2 separate regions of the Oryctolagus cuniculus genome follow, and region 1 is linked to region 2. The links are chromatin contacts, called in public Micro-C maps. All regions are on one chromosome and are shown on one strand. Each heading gives the region's core, a stretch centred on a gene start, on an enhancer-like site or on the middle of the called end of the contact. The rest is flanking DNA. Distances are from core to core; before and after follow the strand shown. Region 1 has its middle 7.3 kb from the start of DNAH7. Region 2 overlaps HECW2 (HECT, C2 and WW domain containing E3 ubiquitin protein ligase 2).

Region 1 (5,275 bases), core at 1,661-4,160, 170 kb before region 2:
GTAATCAGTGATACCACAGTAAGACTGAGCACTGAGATGAGAGCAATTAAAGTAATCTCTGTCCTCACTGCTAAGGTTAAGTCCAGTTCACAGAAATCACCATATTTCTCAAAATGTTTGTAATGAATTTTAGGTTAAAGATATTGGGCCACCAGATCTTTCAGATTATAGGAATGCACTTTATGACTGCCGCTACTTGTCTCCCTGAAATACTCCCTTTGCCCAGTTTACTTTGAATACAGCTATCTGTATGCTTTTGACTTACTAATCTAGAAATGTGGAAATCCATTTTAAGAGAAGGTATCCGGGAGCAGAAGCTGGTTTTTTCCCCCCTATTAAAGCAAAAAGGAAATACCAAATAGAGAAGAGAAATTGACTTGCTGATGTTTTGGTTCCCTGAGCATGAAGTTCACTTGTATTTATAATCTTGTCTTTTTTTCTCATGGTTTGGGTGGGGTTTTTTTTTGTTGTTGTTGTTGTTAAATTATTCAATTAGACATGAACCAAATGCTTGGTTAAGAATTTCATGCCCATATTTGTGCTAATTCTAATGGAATATTTTATGAGAAGATACTTCATTTTCCTTTAAAAATACATTATGTAAGCTTATACAGCTGCTGAGTTTTGACTTCTTATGCAGTTATTTGTTCCTACTTAATTTTTGGCCTCCTGATTTGAAAATGTATATGTGGAAGGGGACAAGGAGTGCAAGTGTTGGTAATACATTCACCTTTTGAGGCAAGGTGACAGATCTTTATTTATTATTATAGGGGGCATGCATGAGGTTAAGAAAAATTAGTCCAAGAGCTGGTATTTTTGTCTCTGCCCATACTTTTCTCTTTGTGAATCTACACACATCCTTATTGTGTTCATCTTGCTCAGTCACACATTTATTGAACATCTGCTAGGCATTGTTCTGGGCATAGGAGATATAGGAGACAGGTCAAGATCCTCCCTGTTGCTCTAGGAAAAAGAAGTGGAATATTAGCAAGGAAAGAAGGATATTAATAAAATAATTCCAGCTGGTGAAAAAGTATGAGGAGAAAAAGAGCCACAGTGATGGGAGGGAAATCGCTCCAAGGAAACATTTGAGCTGAGACCTGCATGACAAAAAGGAGCCTGCCATTCAAAGGTGTGGGGAATAAGAGAAGCAAGGAAGTAGGAAGTAAGAGAGCAAGTTCTAAGATCTGAATATGGGAATGAGATTCACACGTTTTCATTGTTTGTCCTGGAGAAGGAACATAGTGAGGATGGATCTTGTTTTAATTAGAAACCATAGACTGAAATGAGGCAAGAGTGGAAGCAGGCAGCTCAATTAGTAGGTTATTGGAGTAGGTGAGGGGAGTAACACTGGTGATTTAAACCAGGGGCATAAGTGCTGATGGAGAGAAGGCATGCATTTTGGAAGAAAACCTAAAGGGACTTGTGGGTAGACTTGATGCCAGGGTTAAGCATAAGGGAAAAGGACTTTCAAGTTATTTTGGCTGAAACACTTGGTAGATAGTAATGCCTTTTAAAGGGGAAGGCCAAGGAGAGGGCATATTAGAAGGGGAAAGAAAATTAAAAACTCAGCTTTAAACATGTTAAATATGAGACAACCATTAAAAAATCCAAGTCAGATGTTGAGGAGACAGGAAGCTCTACAACTCTGGGTGTAGCTATAGTTGGGATTTAGAATAGAATTCATCCAGAGCCAGATGGTCATTGAAGCCACAAGATTAGCTAAGGTCATCAAATGAGAGGGAGGGAGGGGGGAGGAAGGAAGGGAGGGAGGGAGGGGAGGAGGAAGGAAGGGAGGGAGGGCGGGAGGAAGGGAGGAAGGAAGGGAGGGAGGGAGGGAGAGAGAAAGGGGGAGAGAAAGGGGGAGGGAAAGAAAAGAGAAAGGAGAGAAGAAAGGAAGAAAGGAGAGAAGAAAGAGAAAGAAAAGAAAGAAAGGGAAGGAAGAAGAAAGAGGTTTAAGGACCAAGCTCTGGGGCTATTGTTTTCTCTATCTGGAAACTGGAAATTTAAAGATTATATATTTTATCAACCCTTTAACGAGATTTATGCAAGCACAAAGAGTTACAATAGATAACTTAGATCTAAAAGAACACTACAAAATGTGGTTGACAATTCAGGCATGTGGTATTTGTGAAAACATTGAGCTATATATGAACCACTTCCCATAAAAACAGGTAACGATGTTGCTTTATTACCACACGTTGACCTTCTACTAATCACAACCAGAGGAGAAAAACACAGCTACTTGTATTAGTTTCTTTCAACACTAGAGGGAGATATATTCACCTGCAAATCAGAAAGAAAAACTATTTTACCAGACTTAGACTGTTTTAAATTTTTATACTTTTGCAACCATCAAGAAATATAGTCATGTATTAAAGCTGGAAAGAATTACATGTTTGGAAAGTAACCTGACTTCTTTATTAAGGTAGATTTAACAAAAGATTATTTCATATATGCTAAAGATATAGTATATTTTAGGTAATACCTTTGTCATTTTTTGTGCATGGGGAAGCAACAATATATAAATAAACTGATTTTTATTTGGAAAAACATCAGATCTTATTCCCTGGAAGCTCTGGAATATGTCCTTCATAGGCCAAAGTGTCAGAACTTTGCCTCTCAACCTTCTGTCTATAGATTTCATAAATGTGCTGTACTTGACATTCCATATTTCACAAGTGGCTTAAAGGTCATTGGCACAGAGTTGATTCTGAACTTTTTATTTGCCCTATAAAGCTTTTCAACTTTGCTAGGTAATCACGTAGATAGGTAGTGTTTTCATGATTGCTTGGGGCAACTAGAAAACTTTCTCTTTATTTGCTTTCATAATCTTTCCAAAGGACATACAGCAAGACATTCTCTGTTCCTGGTCAAAGGTTGAATACAATACCTCTCCAAAAATTTTTAGTCTGTCAAATGTTTTATTTGACCTTGTAACTAATTTGGCAAGTTCTCTTCTCTGTAATTTCAACACTGAAATATTTCTGGTATCTAAAAAAAAAAAAAAGAATAAGTTTTCTGTATCGAGAGCAGGAATATAGTTTAGGAAAAGGAAGTATTTTCTGGATCAAAGCTAGTTTAAAACATGATTTTGTCTCAACTGGTTGGTAGGGTGGGCAAGTTACTCTGTGATTTAAACTACTACTTATTTTCTCTTCTCTGAATTGGTTCCACAGCATTTTAGATTGATTTAGATAATATATTCAAACATCTAGCTCAATTCCTAGTACAAATTAGGTTTCCAAGTTCCCTGCACCTTCGTTTTTCATTCCACCTGCAGTGCTTTATAGAATGACCCTAAAAATCGTAAGTTCATTAATTATGTACTCTGAAGTATTTGTCAAGTACTGATGATAAGTACACAGTGTGTCCTGTGCCAAATTTCCAGGACGAGCTTGTAGAAGTACAGAATGTGACCAGAGTTGTATTGCCTTGTACTGTACACCACTAGGCCAGAAACAGCACTGCAGCAAGGTCCCGTGTGGTCTAGGGTGAGCCCCTGCTATATGTAAGCTTGAGAGTGAGGAGAAGACAGGGAGGCAACTGAAAGTTGGGCAGGGATTGCTTTCCCTGAAAGGAATTGCTTTCCCTTTACCTTCACAAATGTAAATTACAACTTCCAGCCCTTATAAAGGTCCAATTCAAATCTTTCTTTCCCCAAGAGATGTTCCCAGCCTGACTGAACTCCCTCTCCAAACACCTATAACATTTACCCAAATCAATTGTCTGACAATGCACACTTTGCATTCCTATTTAACCACTTCATTTACTAGTCTCCCCCAACCACGAAGTTTCTTATCAGGCTCAAGCACACCCTGTTACATAGTGTATTACTTTAGTACGTATCACAATGCTGTACATGAAGTAGACATTCTGCACATTCACGAATAACTGTTCATGTCAGTTTTCCTTCAGTTTACTTTGTCTCATGCATTTTAGTAATAGAACTCACCAAGGGTAAGGGTACAAATACAGTTTGAATCATTTTGATAACATTTGAAAAATTGTCTTTTTCCTTTAAATTGTAGATTCTTAAAAAGAAAGAACCAAAAAAGTATACATGGTAAGAGACTTCTGTTTGTGCAGTTTACTCTGGTACTCCTGCCATGGTTTTTTCTGAGTATTCACTTTCAATCAGAATGAATTAAAGTTACTATGATATAACAGCCATCACCTACACAGGTAATGAAGCAAGGAGAGTGCGTGATGAACATTTTCATCACCAGTAAGCAAATTTTTTAAAAATCCTTAGTCAAATCATGTTATAAACATGTGAATGTTTATAATAACACAAGTCAAATCAAAAAACTTGTGAATGAGAACTTGACACATACAATAGTACTCTATCTTTACAATAAATAGGACTGAAACAGAAGCTGACATCTTATTATTATTTGTTATTCAGACTGCAGAATAAAAGGGTGCGGAAGCTGGAATTAGAATGTCCTTCAAGGTCATGAAGGATAAAGAATTACACATGAGAAGAATCATCTGTTCCCCAAGTGTCAAATCATAACATTAAGAAGTAATAATGCTAAATCCTTATTGCCTGTTAGCAGTTCTGTGACCCACTTTCAGTATGAGTCTGATTTAGGGCCGCCCCACATTTCCTGTAAGGAGCACCTGGGCAAGGTTCCATGTTCTTCAAAATATATATATATATATATATATATATGGACATACTTTCAAATACTAGTAATTGAAGATAGGTTATTTTCAAAATAATTGCATAGTAATATATTTTTAAACGAATATTCAGATAATGGCTACAGATCTTTTTTTTTAAAGGAAAAACAAAAAAAAGTCATTCAGAGTTTCTAAGCTGCTAAAATAGAATGTTAACATTTACTGTTAAATTCTATACCATTTTCTCCCTTTTTTAATCTCAAATCCTGAAATGGATGGTCTTTACCCACTTAGTCTATTTGTTCATCACCTGATCTTTTTTTGGAAACCCTCTACTATCTGGCTGCTGGTTCCACAGTCCATTGGAACAGCCTTAATATTACTAATGACATTGGTACACTTCTTGTTTTTCCTAACTACTATTCAGAATTTTATGCACTATCACCTGCTTCTTAAAATTATTTCATATTTTGTCCTAGGTGACTGGCTGCCTGATTTCCCCAGTTGTCTCACATTCCCTTTCCTGGCTTATCTTCCATTCCGTCCTTTCATTTGTTGATATTCCTAAAAAATCTGCTGGTACCCATTCCCCTCGGTTCTCATGCCAAAGTTTCATCTGCTTCCCCAGCAGATAGTGATAGGAGTG
Region 2 (5,892 bases), core at 653-3,152:
AAACAAGAGAGATCCTGGTGCAGTCAACAATTTTGTTTATAACTATAACTAAGAAATATGCTTTCCTAAAAATAACAAGCAATTAAACAAAAGTATGCTTCAGTATTTATGTATCAACTCAAATTTTAGCTACATCACACTATCTATATATATTTTAATGAAATATGAAAAAGACGTTTTAATAGATACTATCTGCTAAAATGGAATCCCACTGCTAACTCAGAGTTTCTCTAAATTAACATTTCATAACACATGAATAATGGAGACACTTATGTAATTGAATTGAAGTTTATATTCTACCCAAGAGCAGAGACTTGATAAATTTTAAGCAAAAATTGTATAGTATTTTAAAATTCGACATGCAATATTTAGTATTGTGTTAATAGTGATATCATAAACCACAAACTGCTAGACTTTGACCCTAGATTTCTTCCTATCAGTAGTTGTCAAACTTCTTTATGTCATGGCCATTATACTTCAAGATAAATTTTTTTAATTAAAAAATTTAAAGCAGAAGCAAACAAATAGAGAATTTCTCTAATTTAAGCTGTAGAGAAGAACTTGTACATTCCTCTATCCACCTGTCTACCCCACCTGCCTTAGAGATTCTATAATTGAAAATCACTGATTTACTTAAACCTTATCATTTAACAAATTTTTTAAAAAGACTGAGTTATTTATTTGAAAGTCAGAGTTACAGAGAGAGAGAAAGATCTTCCATCTGCTGGTTCACTCCCCAAGTGTTTGCAATGGCCAGGGCTGAGCCAGGCCTAAGTTTAGAGCTTTATCCCACATTGGGCAGCAGGCGCCCAAACACTTAAGCACTCTTTCACCACTCTTCCCAGGCCATTAGCAGGGAGCTGGATTGGAAGTGGAATAGCCAGGACTTGAACCAGCACCAATATGGAATGCCAGTGTTGTAGGCTACAGTTTTACCTGCTATGCTACAATGCTGGTCCCAAACCTTATTATTTTAATAACTATTCAAGTTGTTTTCTACTATATGCCTGCATTGATTTATTTTTAACTTTCTTTTTTTTAGGCTCTTGATGCCTCCAATTTGCTACAAAATATCTCAAGAATGTGCTATTGAAGCAGATATTTTGTCTAGTAGATAAGACACCAATTAAGATGCCTGCATACTACACTGGAATGCCTGGGTTCAATTTCTGGCTCCTGCTCCCAATTCCAGCTTCCTGCAATGCAGACTCTGGAAGGCATAATGTGATGTTTCCAGCCTTAGTCCAACTGGGGAGTGAATTAGTAGATGAGAGTCCTATCTCCCTCTCTGATTCTCTCAAGTAAAAAAAAAAATATGCTATCATTGTTTTTTTTAATTTGCGAGGCTATTACAGATTCCCACATCATCTAAATTCTGTCTCAAACCTCAAGTATACACTTGTCCAAATGCTTACCTCACAATGATTGCAAAATAAACAGTTTTCCTCAACTTCAGCAATATAATAGTTCTCAGAAATGGCAGAATAATAATAGTTTTAAAATCTCCTCCTATAGAATTTTGCAAGACAAAGCCCTTGGAGATTTAAGTCTCCAGGATTTGCTCTAAATTTCTTAAGGATAACGAGGCAATTTCTGAATGCACATCAAAAGTAGCAGGCGGACAACAAGGAAGTATTTGCACAGTATACGTGGTTTCCTCTGACATGAAAGCACAAAAGCTTCTGGAAAGGGGTCACATACCCACTGGAACCATGTCCTGGTACTGTGGCCTGCTGACTGTATTGAATGTACTGGATGGCCTGGGAAGAACTGGTGGTCCTGCATGTCGAGAATCTTCTCCTACCTGCAAACACAAGCATCATTTATGTTCTGTGCTCAGAGCTACAGAGCTTTCTATCAGCAATCTCAACCAAATTGTTCCAAGTACTTAACAATGAGCATGGTGAAATACCAAAGGACTGGAACAGCTGCCAGCTGTGGAGCTGAAACAAGGTTCTCAGTCCTTGAAAGCCCCACTTTAGTAGCTGAACAGAGAGAAGAATGGCACAGCCATATCCTTAAAAGGAGGTGGGATAGTGGCTATTTAGCACTGAAGTAGTTCAATATGCTTATGATTACTAAGAATGCAGCAGCTAAATAGCAGACCTGTTGATCAGGAATAACTTCTGCATTGACAGAACACAACCTGCAACAATACTGTCAATGGGAAGAACTGGGTGGTACAAAATATATTGGGACAGTGCCAAGATGTTCCTTCCATTGGCCAAGGCAGGCCAGAGAATTCCCTGTCTCAGCAGAGGAGGGATGAAGAGCAGCAATCTTCCTGTGGGGTTCTGAGTTAATGTATCATCTCCTTAGAAGCAATTTTACATGCCTATTAGAGCACCTGGCACAACAGCTCTTTCTGGTTTGAGCCTCCCACAACAGGGAGCTAACAGCAGCAGGTGTGGAGGAGCTAAATTGGGTTGCCCTAACCTGAATTATTTATTGTACTTATTATAGATTTAGAAACTCATACACAAAAGCAGATAGCTAAGTATACCCATTAATAGTCTTAGTAGAAAGCTCTAACACTAGTCTAGCTTTGCCTTAGCATTTCCCCCCAAATACTAGAGGTCTTTTAAGACAACAGTAGAACAGTAGAAAAAGCAGAGAACAAAAGGAAAAATAACATAGATTGATATATTGATATTTTTAAAATAGAGCTTGTATTCCCACCCACTGAAACCTTCACAACCATTTTATCATACTACATCAGTTAGCCGTTGGCTGAGGATTTTTCTAAAGATCTAACACAAGAAATATCTTCCCCACCCTTTGCTGCTTGCTTATCCCTCAAGAATGCTCTTACCCATTCTTCAAAGCCTGGTTCAAACAGTCCCTACTCAACGAAGACTTCTCTTCCCTTTGAGATCAAGTCAAATGAATCTCCTCAGAGCTTTTGCTATGCTTGATGTGTATTTCTAAAGTAGTTGTAATTATTAACAGTTTTTATTATTTATCAATTATACTTTAGTAAAGGCAGAAAGAGAAAGAAAAAAATCTATCATTATCTAAAAGGGTAAAGACACACTTTTCCTTCTCTACTATTATAAAAGTTTATAAAGCATTTTTCACTCATGTTTATTCATTTGTATTATGATTTTACAGATTCTCTCTCAATTAAGGAAACACATGTTATTTATTTGTGCCCCCTACAACATCAACCACCATGTCGAACACACGGAGTAGGTGTTTGGTAAGCGTTAATGTGTTGTATGGGAAAGATATCAAGATTTCTACTGACCAGAGGATGGGCTGAATGAGTAGGAGATGGAGGATGGAAAGACTCAGATATACAAGTAGGAGTTTTCTCACCTTGCTTGTTTTGAGTTAGTAGCTTAGAGTCACTCTCTGGGGGGATTCAATCATTAACTACACACTATCAGTCAGTCAGAAAATTTATGACCTCAATATGCTGAGATGTACTTTCCCTCCTGTCAGTAGGCTGCCATGTGTTTTCATTTCTGAGAACAGCCAGAGGTCTTCTCGAGACCTCACTTGTGGAATCAGATTGTGGTAAGGATGTGCACACTTCCAACAGCTGCATCAGAAAAGATGTCCCTGCAAAGATTTAGCAACACCATGGCTGAACGCTGTGTCTTGAGGGAGTTATTTCTGTTCTACTGGTCAGTTAATATCAATAGGATGAGAAATCTTCACTCAAATTTTAACAGACCCCTTAGGGTCCCTCCCTCACAACAGTCTAGTGCTGGACCATGAAAACAATTCCAGTTGTAAGGTAGAAGGTTTAAAAAGCAAGTATATCTAACTATCCTATGCATGTTTCCTAGGAAAACAGTCTTGATTGGCCTGAACAGTCAGACTCATGAACTCACAATAAGGGAAGTGGCTCAAGTGCACTCTCCATGTGAGAAGTCAGACAGTCATAATTATGCTACATATTGCATACAGGTCCAAAGGTTTGTTCTGCTTTTAAGACAAATGCTGCTAGCGTCATCTAGTTCACCACTAATGGTTTATATGAGAGCAAGGTAAAGATTTATTAGCTACTCATAAAACATAAATATTTTTTGTACATACCTCATCCCGCAAAAGATTTATATATCATTTTTATATGAGCTTCTCATGTATATTCTTCTGTGTCTACACTTAAAACCAGCAAGCACATGAGGCATTAGAGCAAGCATGTAAATTATGAAGGGAAATTCCAAGAGTGGAATTTTGATGAACCAAATCCAGTTATTTATTGCATTCATAATTTTTTCTTTTAACAGAAGCTATAAAAATATTGGCCCTACAATATAATATTGAAAATATGACATACACACAGATAGAAAAGGCATGCCAGAAAAGAATCTTAATTCTATTTATCTAAGGAAATTTTTAGAAACAATGTACATCAATGATGACATACACTTGAAGCATAAGCCCATATTAAAGGGGAGAAAATTTGTCCTAAAACATTCCTTCTAGTAATTTAAGCTGCTGAAGGAAAAAGTGAGATTTTTTTGGTCCTTTTGGTTAGGATATTAGAGGGCCCTCATGTGGTTACCATGGGTCACTGCAAAATGACAAAGTAGAGCACAGTAAAATTACAGTAATTCTTAGTTCAGCCAATTTTCTCCAGGCAACTCTCAGATGTATAATAATTTAAAGGAATACTAATGAGGATTCCACAATCCCACAGCCTTGGCTGAATATTTTAATGTAATCTAGCAAACCTAACTTAAAAATTTCTTCCCCATATTTAAGCAAATTTTTATCCCACTGTAACTTTCATTTCTTCGTATGGGGCTCTCCTTGGATGTGCAAAAGGGCTTATCAGCATCTTCTCTTGAACTTCCAGTCATTACTAATTCCTTCTTACTTTTCTTCAAATTAAACCAAATCTTTAATTCTACCAACCTTGCTTCATATATCCTCTCTTTTAAATGTGTAATTTAGGTTATAGGTATGTTCAGAGAAGCCCTGTCAATATCTCAGGGCTTTTCAGCCTCTGAACTACACCCTCTAAATCAAACCAGAAAAACAAAGCACATAATAAAAAGTCAAGCCAATTCCATAAACCACCATATTTTAGGCACTTACACCAACCGACAGCTCAGGCCCTAACGCATGCGACTCACCTCACCGGCACTGTGACTGCGTTGCCTTGTCAGGTGTTGCCGATGAACCAGCGCACTCGTGGGTCTGCTGCTCTGAAGTGGGAGCCGAGGGTCAATGAAAGTGGTAGTACGGGAGTTGTGGTCGACAAAAAATGCCTAGGACGAATCCACATGATTAACCGTCTCTACATGCTAAAACACATAGCTGATCTATTATATCACACATTCAGGAAAAGTTCCACTTTCTGCCAGAAATTTAGCATGCACTTTGGCTTGGGGTGGGGGGGAGGGAGGGAGAATGGTCCCATCTGCTGGTTCATTTCCCAAACGCTGGGACAGTTGGGGGTGGGCCAGGCAAAAGCCAGGAGCCAGGAACTCAATCTGGGTGTCCCATGTGGGTGGCAGCCCCCCGCCCCCGCATCACCTCTGCTTCCCAGGGTGCACATTAGCAGGAAGCAAGAAGCAGGACTTGAACCTTGAACCCAGGTACTCCAATAAGGGATGCAAGTGTACTAGCCAGTGTTCTGTTTTACCAAATGCTCACTCCAGACCCACTTTTGAGTAATAATCTTTGCTCCATGTTCTTGCCCTTGGACAATTTCCCCTTACCTTATTAGGACATATCAGAATAGAGAAAGTCATACTTAAATTGGGTTTAGAATAAAGAGAGTTAGAAGGGACATTATGGTTTTAGGAAATAGTGTTATAAGATAGTATCAAGGAAACGGTCTCAGAGAACCCCATAAAAACAGACAGTAAAGCTTCTTTTAACTGATGTTCTTGTCATCCATGATTATTTTGAAGCTCAATTAGAGCTTCGAGC

What was found. A called contact is a pair of places that touch in the nucleus more often than the background predicts.
Region 1: a contact with region 2 is called in a Micro-C map of ear pinna, with 7 times the contacts expected there. The contact joins two enhancer-like sites. A contact is called at or near these places in 4 of 6 Hi-C or Micro-C datasets (ear pinna, embryonic fibroblasts, skin fibroblasts and 1 more).

What each region holds. Positions count from the first base shown.
Region 1 is chr3:44,232,651-44,237,925 of mOryCun1.1, reverse strand. No RefSeq gene overlaps it. Among named protein-coding and RNA genes, the nearest start is that of DNAH7, 7.3 kb to the left of the region's middle. Within about 2 kb of position 2,910, at least 1 of the 8 cell types and tissues checked has an H3K27ac peak or open chromatin away from gene starts, as enhancers often do.
Region 2 is chr3:44,062,896-44,068,787 of mOryCun1.1, reverse strand. HECW2 (HECT, C2 and WW domain containing E3 ubiquitin protein ligase 2) reads right to left here. Exons shown (of 29, transcript XM_051849334.2): 15 at 5,091-5,225; 16 at 1,702-1,804. Among named protein-coding and RNA genes, the nearest start is that of STK17B, 100 kb to the left of the region's middle. Within about 2 kb of position 1,902, at least 1 of the 8 cell types and tissues checked has an H3K27ac peak or open chromatin away from gene starts, as enhancers often do.